3 separate regions of the Mus musculus genome follow, and all the other regions are linked to region 3. Evidence: chromatin contacts called from public Hi-C and promoter capture Hi-C data. All regions are on one chromosome and are shown on one strand. The core of a region is the stretch at or near the end of the contact, and the rest is flanking DNA. Distances in the headings are between cores, read along the strand shown. Region 1 holds the start of Fra10ac1 (FRA10AC1 homolog (human)). Region 2 holds the start of Noc3l (NOC3 like DNA replication regulator). Region 3 holds the start of R3hcc1l (R3H domain and coiled-coil containing 1 like).

What was found. Promoter capture Hi-C pulls out the DNA fragments that hold promoters and counts their contacts. Hi-C and Micro-C count contacts between places; a contact is called where the count stands out from the background.
Region 1: a Hi-C map of double positive thymocytes shows a contact between it and region 3, with 17 times the contacts expected there. The contact joins the promoter of Fra10ac1 here to the promoter of R3hcc1l in region 3. A contact is called at or near these places in 1 of 39 promoter capture datasets (pre-B cells) and 1 of 484 Hi-C or Micro-C datasets (double positive thymocytes).
Region 2: a contact with region 3 is called in a promoter capture Hi-C map of pre-B cells. The contact joins the promoter of Noc3l here to the promoter of R3hcc1l in region 3. A contact is called at or near these places in 1 of 39 promoter capture datasets (pre-B cells) and 1 of 484 Hi-C or Micro-C datasets (pre-B cells).

The regions. Positions count from the first base shown.
Region 1 is chr19:38,222,777-38,225,476 of GRCm38.p6, forward strand. It overlaps Fra10ac1 (FRA10AC1 homolog (human)), which reads right to left and starts at 1,376. Exons shown (of 14, transcript NM_001081075.2): 1 at 1,186-1,376.
Region 2 is chr19:38,817,947-38,820,646 of GRCm38.p6, forward strand. Noc3l (NOC3 like DNA replication regulator) reads right to left here and starts at 1,291. Exons shown (of 21, transcript NM_021315.2): 1 at 1,147-1,291; 2 at 1-199. The coding sequence starts at 1,155.
Region 3 is chr19:42,517,371-42,520,070 of GRCm38.p6, forward strand. It overlaps R3hcc1l (R3H domain and coiled-coil containing 1 like), which reads left to right and starts at 1,435. Exons shown (of 7, transcript NM_177464.4): 1 at 1,435-1,487.

The DNA.
Region 1 (2,700 bases), core at 126-2,625, 4.3 Mb before region 3:
TTTCCTTACCCCTAGGCTTAGTCAGTCTTATTATTTTCCGATGGATAGTCTTGGAATTGCTGAAAAGCTTCAGCTGTCAGTTGTGCCTGAAAAGGCATCTGACTCCAGCATTACACAGAGTTTGGAACACACATGAGCAAGGGTACAGATGATTTTACTACTGTATATCATCAATAGTCAACTCCTGCAGCTGAAAGGAGCCAGTCCAGGTCAAGTGATAATATTTTTCAGCTTTGGTATTTGTGTCAGTAAGTGTACAGAATTCGTAACACACATTAATAGGGGTAAAGGTGGGTTGCAATCTTTATTGCTGAAAGGACCCAGTCCAGGTAAAGAGACATTAACTTTAGCATCTGTGTTGGCAAGTACAGCTAGGATAGCCAGTGTCTGCGTTCTTGACTACCTTCTGTTTGTCATTCTGTTAAATAAGGTAGCTATGTCAAATCATTAAATTCTGTGAGTCTCTGCAACTCCATTTTCAAACTTGGGCGTGTGAGTATATACCTCTCTTCCTTATCCCACCAAATGCTAAAGAGAAGGCAACAGCCAAGCTTTGGAGACATAGGTTTGCAAGCCACAGTTCTTCCTGACCGACAGCTATCATTGCCTTATACACCTAGACGTCACACCTTTTAGCAGATCTCATCAAGGCTGTTCAAATTCTACTACCCTCTAATCCATCCTCACGTGCTTCATATATTGATGGTGGAAAACCGCAGTGTGGAGCCTGGAGCAGTTGCAGAATCTAAGGTCTGGCTGGCACAGACGCGTCTCCTACTTCCCCACTTATGTAAAGGTTAACATAGAGGTTATGTAAAGAAGCCCAAACCTCAAGCTTACATAGTTTGGGGACGGTACCTAGTACAGGAAGACCTGAAACTAGTAGAACCTGGAACTAGTAGATCATCTTGACCCCTCATTCCAGACACCTCTTCTCTGCTCCGACGCCACATTTCTTTTTATCTCGGGCAGCTTCATCCATCCCTTGAGCTATCTTAACCCAGTAGCTTCACTAAAAAGCTCTCACTCAAATCATGCTATCAACTGACTGGAATTAAGAAAATCTCGAGAATAGGGCATCTGCTGCCTCCCGAATCTGTCAAAATAAAAATGAGACTCAACTACTAAGAACCAGTTTCAAAGTCCTCTCTGAGATCAAACACGCCCACGGCCCTCCTTACACACCCCTTCCCTTCCGCTCTTCTCTGTCTGGCAAGTTCGCCCCCAAGAGTCCTGACAGCTGCAGCGACGAGCCACGGCCTCAGCGAGCCGCTGCAGGTCCGCGCCGGTCCTCCAGAGCCACGCAGCGCCGCCGCCCGCGCCACTGTCACCGCACGCTGCACGCCTGGCCCTACGGGTACCGGCTGGGAACCGCTTCCGGCCCGGCTCAGAGGCGTGTCACATCGATAAGACACCGTTCTCCGGCGCGCCGACTCTGTGCTGCAGCCAGAATGGCTCGGGGGTAAACAAAGACGGCGGAAGAAAAGGCCCGGAAGAGGAAGCAGAGGCTCCCTGCTTTGGTCCCTCATTTTTCCTTTGGGCCATCTCCTTTTTCCTCTAGGGAATCCAATATGTAGTACAATGTGGCACTGCCCAGCCCACGTCCTTCATTGGAAAATGTATATTGCTATAGAGAAAAACCCCGCCTGTCACCTGCGGTCCTCTCTCTAGTAACCTTAGTAACGCCTCCACCGAGCATCCTCGCCCAGCCAGCAGCTCAGCCTCAGATCTGCCTTATCACCCCCTCTTTTTCCCCTACGAAAACAGTGCTCATAATTAGAACAGAAATAGCTTCCCCGCGTTCCGCCACCCACACAATAGATACTGTTCCAAAGGCAGTGCTGGCGGCTGAAGAGATCGAGTTGGCAAGGAAAAGAAGAAATGGGGAATGAAAAAGATTTCACAGGGTCGCAGATTCTACGCCAATAAGCAACCTAGCACACGCAGAAAGGGCATCCAATATAAAATTTAAGGAAAAAAAAAAAAAAAAAAAACACCTCAGGCAGCCAGAATTAAATTATTTTAAGCTCCACTGGGTTGTTCCTGCATTGTGTTTGCCCTACACCGTGACGTCCCATTCCTCTTTCCACTGGGTACAGATCTTGCTTCTCTTCAATACCAGCAGTTATTCATCTCGCACTCCGCAGCCAACACTGTGCCTTTGAAATCACAGGAGCTACTAAAACATTTGCTGAACAGAACTGGCATGCTTCTCACTTTTACAGCGGGTCCATGTTAAGGAAGAACTCTGAATCTTAATACACGTTCATTTTAAATCTTTTATCCTAACCAGTAGATAACAATATCCCTGTCAATCAGTTCAAGACTTTTTTTATTCCTGGCAGCAAATCATAGATACACCCTGATTTACATAGAGCAGCGATTGCAATCTTGTTAATTACAAAATTATAAATTTATGCATTTCAAGGTGCATTTGAATTATACTACAATAAAAATGTTTCCTTTAAAAATGTAAATAGGAAACCTCATAATTTAATATTATTAAAGTATTGAGTTAATTTGTCAAGCAGTCAATTTTTATAGATATCTAAAAACCAAATACTTTGTCCTTTTATCACTAATAAGAACTCCTGTAGCCTAAATGAAACTCTTGTATACCAATATTTGACATGCATTAGCATTTTTGTTCCTTTTTAAAAAACATCTTTTATCTATTAACTTCTTTTTAGTTTTCCAACA
Region 2 (2,700 bases), core at 41-2,540, 3.7 Mb before region 3:
TGCTCTTTGGGTCCTCCAGCGGAATGGGTTTTTTAGACACAGCATCTTTTACAGCTTGCCTTAGTTTCCTCTGCTCTTTTCGGTACTTCTTGATGGTACTTTGTTGTTTAAATTGCTTATTTTTCAATTTGTTTTCAAGTTTCACTTTACTAGTTTTTATCAACTTGCGAAAGCTTGGGACCTGCTTTTTATTTCTTCTCTAGAAAACAACAACAGAAGAGACACTACAACTAAGAAATTCTGATTATTTTTAAAATCAGGTGAAGGAAAACTCTTTATAGATTAAATAAAGCAAATTTCAAAACTGTCTCACAACCACGGGTCCTGTGTAAGAACTAAAAACCAATGCACGGCAGTAAGCAATCCTACAGAATGGCACTAGAGCATCAGTTGCTCCACACGGGATTTCCCTGTGATCTGAATCTAGTCTCTCACGTGTGCAATCTGAAAGCAAAACATTATGAATCTCTTCTCTGTGGCAAACGGTCATTCAAGGCTAGTCTAACACTGGTACGGCAACACATTCAGAGCAAAATAATGGATGCCTTTAGCAACTGACATTCATTTGTCGGTTTATTATTTACAAAGCACTCACACTTCCCAACACCCTAAATAATAATAATCCTCACGTCATTCATAAAGAAGCGAAGGTTACAGAAGTTATTCCAGCGCTCTCGCTGGTAAGTGCTTTGTAATCCAAATCCCAAGGCTACTTCTAAATTCCCTCTCCATCTGGGAAAAATCACCAGCCTTCCTATCACCTTACACTTTAAGGAGGAAACAGGCTCTCTTCGGGTTCAGTGTCTCACAAAACAGGTTCAAGGAACTTTAGACTTGCTTCTCGTGTGTATAAGATTCGAGAGACAGTTTGGAAAACCCTTCAGTCTGACACCATTCGGTGGCAGGGCCCGGTGCTGGCCTCGCATCTGCAGCCTGAGGTCGTGCTTGGGCGTAGTGGGCGAGGAAGCAAAAGCCCCAGTAATGACCCAAAGTGGATGGAGCATAGATCGGCTAGGGAGCACCAAGTTAGGCCACCGCCCCCTATACCAGACTCAAAACCTAAGGGAAAGATAAGCCAGGCAGAGGGAGACCCTGTCAACCCAAGCAGCCACAACTCCCGGGGGCCGGGGTTCGGACAGCACTTACCGCCTTCATCCTTAGGCCTGCGAGGAGTACCACAGACAAGATCACTCGGACAGAGGAACACGCAGGAGCCGGGTGGAAAAGACACACGTGCACTGAGCGCAACCTTTCCCAAACCGGAAGACGCTTTCAGCCTCTCCCCCTTTCTGCCGCCGGAAACGGGAGGCGGGACTTCCTCTTCGGGCGGCGGTGCGTGCGCCCCCTGGTGGCTCTGGTCCCGGGCTCAGTCTCTCACGGACTGACCCTTGTGAGAATCGCTGAGGCTGAAGAGTGGGCGAGTGGGCGTCCCAGCTGAAGGACTCAAGCAGGTTCCCGCCCGGATTCCTTTTCAGTCCTGGAGAAGACAAAAGACGAGGGCTTGGCGGTTTTGATCGCCGGCGTCTTGTGGCTCCGCCTGTTGCGGGTACTTCGTCTTCTGGATCTTCTAGAGGGCAACCGCAGCTTCTTTATTGGAAGCCATCCCTCCACAGGCACTGGGGCTTTGAACCGAATGATGAAAGATCTCTCACCACCTTCCACCAACCGAAAGTCCACACTTAAGTTTAGGCGTGGTGGAGCACGTCTTTAATCCCAGCACTGGGAGGTAGAGGCAGGTGGATCACTGTGAGTTCGAGGCCCGGTCTACAGAGCCTAGTCTACCCAGTGTAGTCCCTGTCTAGAGAAAAAGTCTATGGTTTTACTGTGGAATCGTTTTTTCTTTGGGTTTAACCATTATATGATAAAGTACTATATTGGTGAGACTTGCAGAATTAGGATTCTGTTACCTTTTTGGTAAAGATACTATCTGACTGAATCGTTAACTCTTCCAGGAAGATTTAAGCATCGCAAGAATGTGTATTTTAAGTACTTGTCTCCCAAAGACCTTTTCCTAAATTAAAAAACAGAATAAAACACTGGGCAGGAGAAGTGGTTCAGTGTTTAAGAGTGCTTGCTGCTCCTCCAGAAAGTCCCGGATTCTATTCCCAGCACATCCATCTCTGAGGACCTCTTCTGACCTCCTCAGGCAGGCACTCACCCACACATATATACAAACAAAATAATAAATTATAAAAAACAATAAAAATAAAAAGTTAATCACAAAGATGAACTTGAGGCTATTAAAGGTTTTTTAAAAAAAAAAAGAAAGAAAGAAAGAAAGAAAGGAAGAAAGAAAAAGAAAAAGAGACGCCGTTGTTATTTGACTGACCCTCAACTCAATATGCTCCTGTCTCAGTTTCCCAAGTACTAATTATAGAGTCACCATGCCCAGGGTTAAGTATATCGTTCTTGAGCACAGCCCTGACATTGTTGGCCTCACAGTTCTGAGCTGGTGAGATAAGCCAGAAGAAACCCAGGGGCCACTGAGATCATGAACAGTGGTAATCTTACAAAGACTAGTCCTTTCTGCTTTTCACCTCAGAGAAAAATGCCTTCTATCTGGCATCGTCTTTCCACCTCCCTTCTAACTTTCTCCCTGTTCTCTCTCCTTCCACACCCTGTCTTGGAAACAGCAGAGCCTGTCTCACTGTTAGATTACTTCATCACACTAATTGGAAACATCAGCCTGTGCTCTTTCTT
Region 3 (2,700 bases), core at 185-2,684:
TCCTAGCTCAGCTGATGACGATTTTTTTTTGTTGTTGCTGCTTTTGTTTTTTGCTATGGAACCATTTGACTAGTATCTGTCTCTTCTTAAGGGACCATAAATCCACAGGGGTAGGCACTGGTCTGCTCATTATTTTCGGCCCCAGCACTGGCCCATTGTAAGCAATAATATACAACCATTTTGCTGAGTGGTCAGCTCACCCGAGGGGGAAACTTTTTAGGAAGGCTCACATCTAACCTATCCCATAATCAGATCTGGTAAGGGATGGGAAGGAGAGTAGTGGATTGGGAACTACTATTTTGTAAAAGCTCCAAGGTGTTCACCTTCATTCCTTCTCTCAAACTCAATCGAATGGTGTCTTTACAGGGTTTTAACACAAACACGACTTGATTAAATTTGTTATTTACACAACTCGGCCTTTGGCAGTAAGGACCCCACAGCCGTACTGAGATCAGTAAGGAGAACAGTAATCAGCTAAGAAACTAAGCAAGTGGGAATTAAGTATCTGGCAGTGGAAATAAAGAACAGACTCAAATGCTAGAGAGAGAGCCTCTACAGGGTTTGGTTAGCATTCAAATGTAGATGAAGAGGCATTGGAGATAGATGGGAAGGCAGTGAACAGAGAGGAGAGACACAGTATGAACTTTTCAAATATTTCTTTTTTTCTTGTATAGTTCCGAGATCGAATCCTGGGCACTTCACCTGTTTGCCAATCACAGGGCTATACCATTCGCGCCACCAAAGCGTTCAAGCCATTTTTTGACAAGTCTGCAAGATAGGAATGAGATAGGGTCGTCTAGAAGTTGGGAGTACGATAAGCTAAAGCAAAAAAAGGGGCCGGGCTGGACGCTCCCCTTCCTTATTCTAAGAATTGCAGAGAACAATATTCAAGAGGTGAGTTCGGGGGGGGGGGGGAGAATTACAGGAAGAGACCGAGTCGAACGGCATGGAATGAGGAAGGCAAAGCTGGATAGTGTCATAGAAAATAAATGATAATGTCCAAGAGCTTCAATGACTAATGCTTAAGTTAGACAGCCTGAAAATACTTGCAGTGGGTTTGGCGACAAGGACACTGGCTGCAACAAGGACATTTTCTGCGGGGGGCAGAAGCTGCAGTGTAGAACTCAGCACACACAAGGAAGGAAGTAGAGACGCTAAGTGCAGATTACGCTCGAAGAAACTCGCCCGTGGACGAGGAAAGAGACACGGTTATGATTGAGCAGGACGTGAGAAGATTTGAGCGCTTTCACAGCTGAGGGTTGAGATGGAGGATGGACGATACAGGAGATAGAGGAGCGTCAACGCCCTCCCGCCCTCTCCATTTGCCGGCCCCGCCCCCCACGCGACGCGACAGGGGCTCGCGAAGACTACAACTCCCAGGAGGTCCCGCGGCGTGGGCGGAGCCAAGGCCTGGCGCGCACCCCAGCGGCGAGCGGAAGAGCAGGCGCTTCATGGTGGCAGCGGAAGCGGAGAGCGACAGCGTCCCGGTAACCACGAACCCTTGAACCCGATTCTTTCTCTCCCTGAGCTGGTGCTGGTTGCCCTCGCGTCTTTCCTCCGGCTCGGGAGAGGACCCTCTTTCCTCCTGTGTGTTAACGCTGGTTTTCTTTTCCTCCGGTGACGCGCGGGGCAGGCCCCCGCCTGGGGCGGAGGTTATTGGGAAGCTTCCGCCCTTCGACCTGTTGGAGCCCCGGGGCGGGAGGGCCACCCTCCGGTCTCTTCTGTTTTCTAAGGGGCCGGAGGCCTGCCTTGGGCCTCTGCCCTAATGCTTCTTTCTGGTAGAAATCGTCTCCAGTCACCAGGTAGCGAGCGGGGTCTTAGGACCCCTCTGGGCTGCGGAGCTGTGGACCACCGAGGTGGCTTCGGGACAGCCCGGGGCCGCGGGCGATTCCCGGGCAGTGGCACTTCTGCTCCGCTGCTAGGACCCCCGGGCTATGGGCTGGCCGGGAACAGTTTGTAAAGTAGGATGTTCTTCCTGCTCTTCTCGGGCGGTCCTCAGAAAACTTCCAACCCACTTTATCGAAAGTTGTCTTACAAACTTTTTTTTCGTCGCATCTGAGTTGTGAGGGAAAGAGTACGGGGTTTATAGAGTCTGAATCCTGAGAGGATGATGGGTTGGCCACTTGATGGACCTGTGGTCTTTTGTAGTCCTATTACCACCACCTTGGTTTCTCTGTCTGGAAAAAAAAAGAGGGGGTGCAGGGTCTTTTGTACTATGCTTTTCAGTGTTATGATCTATGTGTGAGACGTTTGTGCTAGAAAACATTTAAAATAAAGTTCCTGTACCCTCTCTTGTGTGGTCCAGGTCAGTTGGATTTTAAAATCAACGGTCATGTCTTTATGAAGACCGGAGTTAATGGTGTCTTTAGAAACTGCGATGAAACCTACAAGTGTTAAAGCAAGGTTTCAAGCGGAGAGGTGACATTAGGGCTTGACCACCTGTGGAATCGGTGTCAAACTTCGAGGCCCATCAGCATGCGACACACAGCCAGCTGCCCCTGTTGCTCGGTTTCCGCTCTTGGAAGCACTACACATGACAAGCATCCCCTAAGACTTAGAGCTCCCGAAGCTTGGTGCTGAACCACCAGTGTCTAGGGTTTGTGGGTTGCAGGCACTACTTACTCATGTAATAATAGCTGCCTGAGCTATTTAGCGCAGGGTTGAGGTGTCTGTAGTTCATTGGTAAGATTGCATAAGGCT